2 separate regions of the Pan troglodytes genome follow, and region 1 is linked to region 2. The links are chromatin contacts, called in public Hi-C maps. All regions are on one chromosome and are shown on one strand. Each heading gives the region's core, a stretch centred on a gene start, on an enhancer-like site or on the middle of the called end of the contact. The rest is flanking DNA. Distances are from core to core; before and after follow the strand shown. Region 1 holds the start of TP53BP2 (tumor protein p53 binding protein 2). Region 2 holds the start of NVL (nuclear VCP like).

Region 1 (5,964 bases), core at 2,534-5,033, 330 kb before region 2:
ACCGTGCCCGGCCCAGCTATTATTTTCTTAAAAACATCTATATAAGGGCTATATGATGACATCGGTTTGACTGCATTGTCATACAGTAGCCACCAGGCATGTGGCTATTTAAATATAATTAAAATTAACTCTTAAGTTCAGTTCTTCAGTTCCCTTGGCCACATTTGAAGTGCAGTAGCCACATGTGGCTGGTGACTGCCATGCTGGACAGCAAAGATACAGAGCATTTCCATTACAGCTGGACATTCATGCCAAATATACAGCATCTCCAATGACCAAGTGACAGGCAAATTCAAGCCTTCTGGTCTTCCAGGTGGCACTACCAAATACTGTGTAGTTTTGTAAATAATTTTTTAAAATTTATTATTTCAACAGCAGATACAAACAAAAATTTTTATGAAACTATCAGCTGAAAAGAGCAGAGAGTAGCTTTTAGAGTTAGCCAAGCTCTTTCTTAAGAACACATTTTTGTTTTGAGCATAACACTTCACAAAATCAAAGTAGTGAATAAAAGATATCTAATGTAATTTTCAAACGACTAAGAATTTTTGCTTTTGGTAACTGCCTCCCTTTATATGAAAATCAAATACAACATGCGGATCACTAAAAAGCCAAACTCTCAAAGTGCAAATAATCTCTTCTTTCATCAGGAAAAAGATGTCAAGTATGAAAGTATAACCAGTTTCTCCTCGGCAAGTTGTGGAAATATCATAGAACTAGAGATACTAACAATGGCAGGTATCTGAAAGTGAGAGTAATTATCACTCCCATTTCTGCAGTACCCTTTCATTATCTCTACTGTGATTTGCAGAGCTTGCTATTTATTTTTAGTTAGCCTTCTAAAATACATCTTCCACTTTTGGTTTTGGATCCAATTATCACTTCATGTCCCACATAAAAGAAAACCACTTGATCCTGTACGATTTGGTGAGAAAACACATGAACACAATTTATTTGCACTTTTTTTTTTTTATGGAGTCACTCTTAGTTACCAGGCTGGAGTACAGTGGTGCCATCTCGGCTCACTGCAACCTCCACCTCCAGGGTTCAAGCAATTTTGCCTCAGCCTCCCGAGTAGCTGGGACTACAGGCGCACGCCACCACGCCCAGCTAATTTTTGTATTTTTAGTAGAGACAAGGTTTCACCATGTTGACCAGGAGGGTCTCAATCTCTTGACCTCGTGATCCGCCCGCCTCGGCCTCCCAAAGTGCTGAGATTACAGGCATGAGCCACCGCTCCTGGCCTATTTGCACATTTTTAATATAATGCAGTCTAAATAGTAAACCATTATCTTCAGAATGCCTTTAAAAGCAAATCAAGGGTTGTACCTAATGCCACAGAACTGTACACTTAAATATAGTTAAAATGGCATATTTTATTTTATGTATATTTTACCACAATAAAAGTACATCAAGGCAATTGTCTACATTCTGAGACTATCCATTTTTTTACACTAAATGGCTTTTCCTGATAAATTGGTTAGAATTTTCCAAAGTAATGTAACAAAATTACATTTATGTTGGAATAAAAATCCAAGCATATGAAAAGCCAAAGATGAGAAATATACTTAATAAAATAGTTTTATTTTCAAATATCCAAAATATTACAGTATAAAGACACATATAACATGAGTCTACTAAATGAAAAATTATTTCATATTTTTATATATCACAAATCTGAGAATCTCCACTTTAACCAACATTGGAAATTCAGAGGCGTTTATCTACCGCCTATTGCAAGCTAGACACTGTACTAATCACACTTCCTTCATAAACATAACTCTAATCCTCAAACCACCCTAACAGCTGAGTACTATTATCCCCATTTTACAGATGATGAAACTGAGGGACAAGTTTTTTTAAAGTGGCTACATCACTAAAGGTAGTAGCTGAGCAATACTGAAGTGTTAGTCTGACTTCAAAGCTGGTGTAAGTGCCATCATACCACACTGAGTCTGTGTTAGGATTGTATTCTGACATCAGAAAGGCAATCAGAAGAACCATACTGCTAAATTGAATATAGTCTCAAGAGCCACATAACGTTTTATGAATTCGGCTACACAACGGATACCTTGGTAGGGTATCTCCAAAGGATACCTTGACAAAAAACAAGGAAGAAACCACATAGCAACAACTGATACGTGTTTCTCTTGCTCCTACTGTTAGGAAAAATTCACAGACAATCCGTACAAGTTACTTCAACACAAAGAAATGTAAATCCAGGAAATAAAAATCTTAACAGCAAAATCCATCACCCTTATCTATGGTCCATTATTTCAATATTGGGTATTCACACTACAAACCTGATTTCATAACCAGGCATTAAACTAAAATAAGATGCATAATGCTATTAATACTTTCAAATTCCTTGAATCCTGGCAGGACAAAATATCCCAAACCATCTTAACCCAATTACTAATTCTAGTGAATTGTTAGGTCGGCCCAGTGAGAGTTTGGGACGCCCTCCATGACACAAGCAGGGGGCCAGGGAACAGCATATTATACTCTGTATGTGTGACTGCAAACTTTGTCATCACTCCATTCCACAGACTTCATAAAAGTAAAAGCTTTTTGTTTCTTTGTCTGAACAAATGGAGCCACAAGCATAGGATGCCTGCAAGATGTCCCCACTTCAGTGGGAGAGGTGCAAATACAACTTCCACGAAGAAACTCGCTACTGAAGTCTGCAGAAGCCACCGCAACCCACCACAAACCTCCATTCCGCGATCGCTGAATGACAGAGACATTTCTGAAATGTCTCAAACCTGCTGTTCATCTGTGGCCTGGTGGCCGTGTCAAAAGCCTGCGGAGCTCCTAAAGAAGGCACTAATCCTCTCCGGAGGTCTTGCTAAAAGCTGTGGGAAACGAAGGGAGCCAGGCACGTACGCTTTCCTGCAATCTAAAACTTCCGAGATTGCATTTACCAAAACCCCTTTCCACAAAGAGGTAAGGGTGACTTAGCTGCTACTGTGGATATCAAGATCGAAATTCAATTAAAAACAAAGCAAAGGTACCCGTTCCAGTAACGTATGTTTCACTCCAGTAAAAAGTAAAAAGACACAGCAAAGAACAAGGTCCCCGGTTCCCGTATTCTTGACCTTCAAGAACTGCAAAAAAGTCAAGACCCAGTGAAAGACGAAAAGTTTGAGTGGCTGCTGGGCTCGCGGGCGGCTCGCCTGACTCCGGAGCAGCTGGAGGAACCCGCCTCGAGGTTAGGGTCTCGCCGCGCCCCCACGACGGCTGTGGGCGCAGAGCCCAGAGGATGGAGCCTCCCCTTCCTGAAACCCGCTCGAAGCTCGGAAAGCCCCGGCCCCTACGCGCGGGCTGCGGCCCCCAGGCTCCTTCCCCGACGCGCCCGAGGGCGCGGACCAGCCACCGGCAGGCGACCCCGCACACTTCCGGGCCCGACGCCCCGGCCGCTCGCCCACTTACCGGCATCATCTTGGACCCGAACCGCATGGAAGCGGGTGGCCAGACTGCGGCCCCGGCCGAGCTGAGGTGCCCCGGAGGGTCGCAGATGCGGGGGAGGGGAGCGGAGAGCGAGGCCGCCCGGACCTGTTGCGAGGCGGCGGCGGCGGCAGCGGCGGCGCGCGGGTCCGAAGGGCCCTCCGCGCGGGCTGGGGCACCAACAAGCCCCGGGCTCCCCCGCCCCGGCCGGGCCCCCTGACGCGGCTTTGTCTCTTCGACGCTCGTGACGGCCGGGGCTCCCTCCTCCGCTCCGAAACCAACTAATCCCGGGCCGGGCCCCAGCCGAGCCCGTGCCGGCTCCGCCCCCCGCGCCGACCCCGCCCGCGGCGCGCCTGGCGGCCTGGGGGAGGGGCGGCCGCGGGAACGGGAGCTGCGCGCGCCTGCGCGGGCCCGGCTGGGTGGACGGGGAGCGGCGGGAGCCGGCCGCCTTTTCTTTCTTCGCCCCGGACTGAAGTGCGGTCGGGGCCGCGCGGCGGAGCGGCTGGAGCGCGCGCCTCCTAGCGGAGCCGGGGCAATTGGAAGGCGGCGCCTCAGGAAAACAGAATGGTAGTGAATGGCACCGAGCCGCCCCAGGGCTGCCGCCGTCACCTCCTCGGCGGCTCCGAGTCGTGCGAGGCAGGGGACCCTTTGCCTTCAGAACAGGGCGCCCGACGTTGGGCGCGTGGACAGAGTCCTCCGGCGGCCGCGCCGCTGGGCCAGGCGGAGAGAGACGGAGAGAGGCGGACGGACTTCAGGGGAGGCCCGGGCCACGCCGCGGAAACTACCCGACTCCCTGGAGGCGGCCAGGACCGACCCTGTCCCGACAAAATGGAGTTCCCCGTGTGGCTTCAGCTCGCGGCGCGTTCCCAGAGCTCCTCAGTGATCCGGCTTTCGGATTGTTCGCCTTTCGTCTCATTTGCCGTTGTCCAAATTCTAATTTAAAACTCATGTGTTACTTGCTGTAAGGTTAACAAACGTACACCGCAAACTGGATAAAGGGATAACTTTTATGTTGTGTATGTTTTACCACAATAAAAATAAACTTTGTAAAAATGTGTCAGGCAGCATTCTGAGGAGCTTCCCTGGGGGGTGCTGGGAACACCCTGCAAACAGCCTCCGATACGGGGAGCCGGTGGATACCATCCTTTTCCAGGGAGGGAGGCCAAGGCCTAGGGAAATGGCAGGGCTGCCTTCCAAAGAGTAGCAGAGCGGGTTCAGGCTTTTATTCCACCTTCCAGGGAGACACATACTGCGGGAACCCTAACTCCAGGAAGCTTTGTTCTAGTAAGTTGTCAGTGCAAGTTCACTCAGAATCACTTTTCTCTGCCTTTATACATGATTCTAGAACCTGAAGTGGGGTAAATCCCCTGGGTTTATCTAGTATCAAGAACAGACAATTCTTTCTTAGCCCACCATATCCCTTACCAGAATCTCCATCGAACTCCCTATTGCACCATCCCAGATACTGTATCTGGAAATACTAAATTACGGTTAATTCAACTAGAATTTAACGTTCTCGCCCGGGCGCAGTGGCTCACGCCTGTAATCCCAGCACTTTGGGAGGCCGAGGCGGGCAGATCACCTGAGGTCAGGAGTTCGAGACCAGCCTGGCCACGTGGTGAAACCCTTGTCTCTACTAAAAATATAAAAATTAGCCGGGCATGGTGGCGCATGCCTGTAATGCCAGCTACTCGGGAGGCTGAGGCAGGAGAATCTCTTGAACCTGGGAAGCGGAGGTTGCAGTGAGCAGAGATCACCCCACTGCACTTCAGCCTGGGCAACGAGAGTGAAACTCCATCTGAAAAAAAAAAAAAAAGAATTTAACGTTCTCAAAAAATCTGGTTTATAGTCTTGTTTTCTTAAGAGCGTTATACTGAGTTAAGCAAAATAAATTCATCCCTCATTCAGTAAATATTTATTAAATACCTGCCACTTGGTAGATATTCTTCTAAGTCCTAGGGATACATCAATGAACAAAAAGTTCAAAAGACAAGTGTAGTTATTGTGAAAAAAATAGAATAAGGTAAGGGAAGGGGATAAGGTGTACAGGTGCAACTTTAAATATGGTGGTCAAGGTAAGCCTCACTGAAAAGGCGGTGTGTGAGCACAGTCTTGAAGGAAATGAGGGTGTGAACTCCACAAATATGAAGGAAGATTTCCAGGCAGAGGGAACAGCCAACGCTAAGGCCTGATATGGGAGCCTGCCTGGCAAATTCTGGGACCATCAAGGGGGCTAAGATAGCTGGAGCAGACGATGAGGGGAGAGTAGTAGGAGATGAGATGGAGTGATATGAAGGGCCAGACAAGGAGGGCCTTGTAGGCTATTCTAAGGACTTTACCTTTGCTCTGAGTGAAATGGGGAGTTATGGAAAGGTTTTGAACAGAAGAGTGATGTCAGCTGACATATTTTAAGAGCTGCTGTGGAAAACTGAAAGTCAACAGAGAACAGTAAGAAACTCTTGTGATAAGCCAAGCAAAAGATGTAAGTGGCTTGCGCAAAGGCGATAACAGCGTCTA
Region 2 (6,127 bases), core at 3,036-5,535:
ATCTCTTGATCAGACTGTCAGGTACTAAAAGATAAGCAGTGACCCATTTCCCACAGTACAAAAGACATTTTACTGCACATAATAGGTATTTGATAAATGTTTGCATAACCGAATTGAGTTCCAAGATTATGGATTGGTGAACTAATGCCAGCAGCTATTGATATCAACTGGAAATTTAAGCAGGATATAAACTTTTAAAATGGTAAAGAAGACATAAAAATCCAAGGATCTGGAAACTATATTTATTTACCTGTACACTCTTTGTAAATCAGACGCTAAGACTCCAATGTCCACATATTTGCCACATTTGTTACTGGTAAGGTACTAAAACAGAAAATATAACAAATACAAAACACTCAATATTTCAAACTCAGTGATTTTAATCAACAGATTGAGCTATCTGAACACATTATACTTTAAGATAAACTCTTCATTAATAAAGTGTACCAGAAACATAAATAAAAGTAACCAAATAATTGTCAAGTATGAAATCAGAAAATTTAATTAACATTATTAATCACTATAATACAATACTAATAATTATTAGAATAGTTATAAGGCAGTAAGTGAGGGCTTACTTACTAATATCCTAGGTTTCCAAACACCCCAGAACACTGCAATAAACTCGTAAGGGTAGGAGGGGATATTTTAAACTTCAAGGAACACAGTGATATTTGACATCTGTCAGATACTGCAGAACTACTAGCTTGAGGCAATTTAGTTTCAATATTAAATCACCTTTTGGCTGGGCGTGGTGGCTCATACCTGTAATCCCAACACTTTGGGAGCCCAGGAGTTTGAGACCTCCCTGGGCAACAAAGTTTGACCTCATCTCTACAAAAAAATTAAAAAGTTGGTTGGATGTGGTGGCTTGTGCTTATACTCCCAGCATTTTGGGAGGCCAAGGTGGGAGATCGCTTAAGCCCAGACTTAGAGGTTGCAGTGAGCTATGATTGAGCCACTGCACTCCAGCCTGGATAACAGAACGAGACCTTATCTCAAAAATAAATACATAAATAAGCCCGGGCGTGGTGGCTCACACCCGTAATCCCAGCACTTTGAGAGGCCAAGGCGGGAGGATTGCTTCAGTCCAGGTGTTCGAGACCAGCCTGGGCAAGGTGGTAAGATCTCATCTCTACAAAAAATTTTAAAATTAGCCAGACATGGTGGTGCATACCTGTGGTCCCAGCTACATGGGAGGCTGAGGTGGGAGAATCACTTGACCCCACGAGTTTGAGATGGCAGTGAGCAGTGTTCACACCACTGCACTCCAGCCTGGGTGACAGAGCTAGACCCAGTCTCAAAAATAAAAAATTAAAATTAAATTAAATATATAGCTAAGTGAAAATTTATTTAAAATATTGTGTAAGACTATCTTCAGGCTATGTGTGTAAGGTGTATATGAAACATAAATAAACTTCATGTTTAACTTGGGTCCCATCCCCAAATATCTCATTATGTATATGCAAACATTCCAAAACCTGAAAAAAATCAATCTGAAACATTTTTTGGTCTTAAGCATTTAGAATAAGGGATATTCATTTGTACTTTTATAATGAACCAAAGTGAAAGCTATAGAGGAAAACTGATAATGTCAAACGCTGAAAAGAGTCAAGTGTGAGGACAGAGAAGAGGCCACTAGATCCAGTAATTAGGAGTCACTGCTCAGAAACCTCAATAAAGTGAAGGAGCAAGTTGTGGGACGCGGGAACATCCAGAGGAAGAGTAATTCAGAGTGACTGAACAACGAGAACAAAGGTCCTGTGCTTGGCATGTTTGAGAAGGTCTGTGTGGCTGGGACAGGAGAGGAAAAGTAAACTAGGACAACAGAGGCCAGAATATGCAGGGCATTTTAGACTGGGTTTTACTCTAGATGTCTGTGACTCCACTGAAAGGTTTTGAGCAGGGCTATGGCAAGCTCTGATTTCCCCCTCCTTTTTTTTTAATTATACTTTAAGTTCTGGGATACATGTGCAGAACATGCAGGTTTGTTACATAGGTATACAGGTGCCATGGTGGTTTCCTGCACTCATCAACCCGTCATCTACATTAGGTATTTTTCCTAATGCTATCCCTCCCCTAGCCCGATTTTTCCCTTTAAAAGGATGTCTTGGCCACGCCTGTAATCCCAGCACTTTGGGAAGCTGAGGCGGGCAGATCACCTGAGGTCAGGAGTTCGAGACTAGCCTGGCCAACATGGTGAAATCCCATCCCTACTAAAAATACAAAAATTAGCCAGGCGTGATGGCATGCACTTGTAATCCCACGTACTCGGGAGGCTGAGGCAGGAGAATCACTTGAACCCAGGAGGCAGAGGTTGCAGTGAGCAGAAAAAAAAAAAAAAATTAGATGTCTCTGGCTGCTCTGTGGGGAATAGGCTTTAGGTAAAAGCAGAATCAGAGAGATCAGTTAGGAGGCTATTGTAATAGTATAAGGTAGAGATGATGGTTTGGACTAAGACGGTTACAGGGAAAGACAGTAAGAAGTACTTGGAATATATTTTGAAAGTAAAGCCAACCAGGCTGTTGACAGATGGTATACAGGAAATGAAAGACTCAGAATGATCCTTAAGGTTTTTGGCCTTAACAACAGGACGAACGGTAGTATCATTTACTGAGATACAGAACACTAAGAAAGGGCAGATTTGAAGGAAGAAAAAATCACAAGTTCCACTTGGCCATTTTAATTTGGAGATATGCTGACTAGGCAGCTGGATATATCAATCTGTACTTCAAGATAAAATCTGGACTGGAGATATAAAGTTAGCAGTCATAAATATACAGAGGCCAGTGCAGCAGCTTGCACCGGTAATCCCAGCACTTTGGGAGGCTGAGGCCCGATCGCTTGAGCCCAGGAGTTAGAGACCAGCCAGAGTAACATAGTGGAACCCCGTCTCTACAAATAATAACAATAATAATAAATTAGCCAGGTGTGGTGGTGCACACCTGTAGTCCCAGCTACTGGGGAGGCTGAGGAGGGAGGATCACTTGAGTTAGGGAGGCCGAGGGTGCAGTGAGTTATGATTGTGCCCATAAACAGCCACTGCACTCTAGCCTGGGCAACAGAGCGAGACTATGTCTCAGAAAAATAAAAATAAAATGAAATAAATACATAGATAATAGAGTATGTAGATACTACTCAAAGGTTATTACACTAAATGAGATCACATAGGAAGTATGGATAGATAAGAAAGGTGTATGAGGAAAGAGGAGGAAGGGGAGGTAAGAGAACAGTGGCACAGAGCACTTCCAACATTTACAAGTTGGTAGGAAAAGATGGGTCCGAAAAGGAGATTGTTTAGGGGCTGGTGAAGTGAAAGAAAAACAAGGAGAATGTGTAGCTCACAAATTCCTAAGTGAAGAAAATTCTCTCCCACCTTTTAACTCAGACTGCTTGCTTACATTCTAAGGTATTTGCCACACACTGCTTTTTACTGATGGTCATGAAAACGAGAAAACCGTAGGCAAAGTGCCTGTTACTGTTGCCAGACCCATGTTATCTCGTTTTAGTGTGTAAGTTCCTTGAGAACGGAAATTAACATATTATTTATGCCACCCCTTCTCAAGGACCTCTTACAATGCGAGCGTTTGAAGACCATTCCTGTGCTAACTTCACAAGCCAAAGAGGTTAAAATTCAAAGGCTACCTCCACTCTACTGAATGATCTGCGCTGAAGACGACCAGACAACTTGGGCAGCCCTACCAAGCTGCACCCTCCCACCATCCCCGGCTTCTCCCTGAGACTCCGCACCAACGTGGGTAGGGAAGGCCCCGGCACCACCAACTAAGGAGGAACAGACGCACGCCCAGACCCAGACTGGGGAAAGAAGACTAGTTGAGTTCCACCTGGATGCCACCCGACAAAAGGGGAGTGGCACCCTGGGGCAGCGATCGGGGCCCTTGGCGAGGCCAAGCGGTGCAGAATACACACCTGGATGACTCGCTGCTTGAGTTTATTATCCACGAACCCTGCAGGTCTGGGCTTCATCGCTTCGGTCTTCCAAGCCACAGCTCGGACCGCCAGCTCCTAGTCAACCGGGGGCCTCGTAGGGGTTGCCCACCGCGATCGCCGGGCCAGTTGCACCTGAAATACGCCCCTCCTGGGGCCTAGCCCGCGCCGTTTCCGTCAGAATAAAAGTAATGCGAATGAAGGGGAAAAAATTCCGAGGAGAGGGAGAAGACTTGAAAACCTCAGGGAGTTTCTAGGGGCCTTATTTTGCAGGCCTGCCCAGTGGACCCTGGAAGATTAGGACCCCTTTGAACGCGCTCAACTTTATTGGTTCCCCGCCGGGCGAACCAGGCGGGAGGAAGTTCCTACCCCGGCGCGGTGTGCGGAGACGCTGTCAACGGCGTCCTCTGGAAAACTTGGTTTGCTTTCCTCAGGCGTTCCAGCCACACCTCATTCTGATACAAAGCTAGTCTTCGCAAAACCAGCCACGGTAGATACTTGGAGTGATAAAATCAGGGTAAAAACACACCACCAGCCGCTGCTTGCTTTCCCACGTAGTTATCTTACATTTTAGAGGCCCGACAAAAGGGCTAGGTGAAAAAGAAAAGGAAGGACGGATTTATCCAGATAACTAAGTCATTTGTTACTTTTAGAACTCGTTTGACTTACGCTGTTATCATCGGCAGGTAATTTGTTGAATATATCCAGTGCAAGACTCCTTGGCCCAGAATTTTATCAAACGTTTGTATTTGCCCCAAGAAGTTTATCCTGCACTTAGGGAGACACAAAGGGACAGTTACCAAGCATTAAAAAAAAAAAATGCTGGCTTTAGTTTCTGTCTTCTTGTTTATTTCAACCGTGTTTTGAATATTCTTATTTCAGGTCCTACTTGGCTTATGACAAGGTTAAGTGCAGTGTATTAAGGGGCAGAGGGGAGAGAAAATGGAATTAAGAGAAGGGCGTGAGGCCGGTCACGGTGGCTCACACCTGTAATCCCAGCACTTTGGGAGGCCGAGGCGGGCAGATCACTTGAGGTCAGGAGTTCACGACCAGCCTGGCCAACATGGTGAAACCTTGTCTCTACTAAAAATATAAAAATTAGCACTGAATTAAGTATTAGATTTCCCACTCAAAATATTGATCCGTTTGGTTGCAACTTCATTTCCTACTTCTTCACTATGTGTAGTTTTATTTTTTATTTTTTTAGTTGTAAAATATAAGAACATTCACCATCTTAAACATTTTAAAGTGTGCAGTTTAGTGATAATACATTCATAATATGCAACCATCACTGCCATCTAGTTCCAGAACTCTTTTCATCTTGTACAACTAAAACTCTATACTAATTAAAAAATAACTCCCCATTCCTCCCTCCCCCCAGCCCCTGGCAACTACCATTCTACTTACTGTCTTTATGATTTTGACTACACTAACTTCCTCATATAAGTGGAATCTTCCAGTATTTGACTTTTGTGACTGGCTTGTTTCTTAGCTTAATGCCCTCATATAGCATGTGTTAGAATTTCCCTCTTTCTTTTCTTTTTTTTTTTTTTTTTTTTTTTTTTGATACAGAGTCTTGCTCTGTTGCCCAGGCTGGAGTGCAGTGGCGCAATCTCAGCTCACTGCAACCTTCGCCTCCTGGGTTCAAGAGATTCTACCACCTCAGCCTCCCGAGTAGTTGGGACTACAGGTGTGTACCACCACACCCGGCTAATTTTTTGTATTTTTAGTAGAAATGGCGTTTTGCCATGTTGGCCAGGCTGATCTCCAACTCCTGACCTGAGGTGATCCACCTGCCTTGGCCTCCCAAAGTGCTGGGATTACAGGTATAAGCCACCACACCTGGCCTTTCCTTCACTTTTAAGGCTGAATAAAATTTGGCTCTTTTGTTGCCATTCTGCCTTTTGCCATGGGATGACACAGCAAGAAGGCCCTCACTAAATAACAACTCCTTGATATTGGACTTTCCAGCCTTCTTGCATTCATTCAACAAGTGTTTATTGAGTGCCTACCAGTTTCAGTCTCTGCTCTGCGCTTTAGGCTTGTGGGGAAAAGTGGAAGAATTATAACTAACTTTTTATAACATTTAAAAATTTTGATTAGGTATTTATGTGCTTGATTAAATGTTAGCAAAGATTCCCTACAGCATATAGTACAAATGTAGTCAATGCTCAGTAAT

What was found. A called contact is a pair of places that touch in the nucleus more often than the background predicts.
Region 1: a Hi-C map of stem cell-derived neural progenitor cells shows a contact between it and region 2, with 1.9 times the contacts expected there. The contact joins the promoter of TP53BP2 here to the promoter of NVL in region 2. A contact is called at or near these places in 1 of 7 Hi-C or Micro-C datasets (stem cell-derived neural progenitor cells) and 1 of 1 datasets of contacts at active chromatin or transcription factors (stem cell-derived excitatory neurons).

Annotation. Positions count from the first base shown.
Region 1 is chr1:25,283,341-25,289,304 of NHGRI_mPanTro3-v2.0_pri, reverse strand. It overlaps TP53BP2 (tumor protein p53 binding protein 2), which reads right to left and starts at 3,783. Exons shown (of 18, transcript XM_009441559.4): 1 at 3,433-3,783. The coding sequence starts at 3,459.
Region 2 is chr1:24,953,716-24,959,842 of NHGRI_mPanTro3-v2.0_pri, reverse strand. NVL (nuclear VCP like) reads right to left here and starts at 4,285. Exons shown (of 26, transcript XM_054659325.2): 1 at 3,931-4,285; 2 at 251-324. The coding sequence starts at 3,987.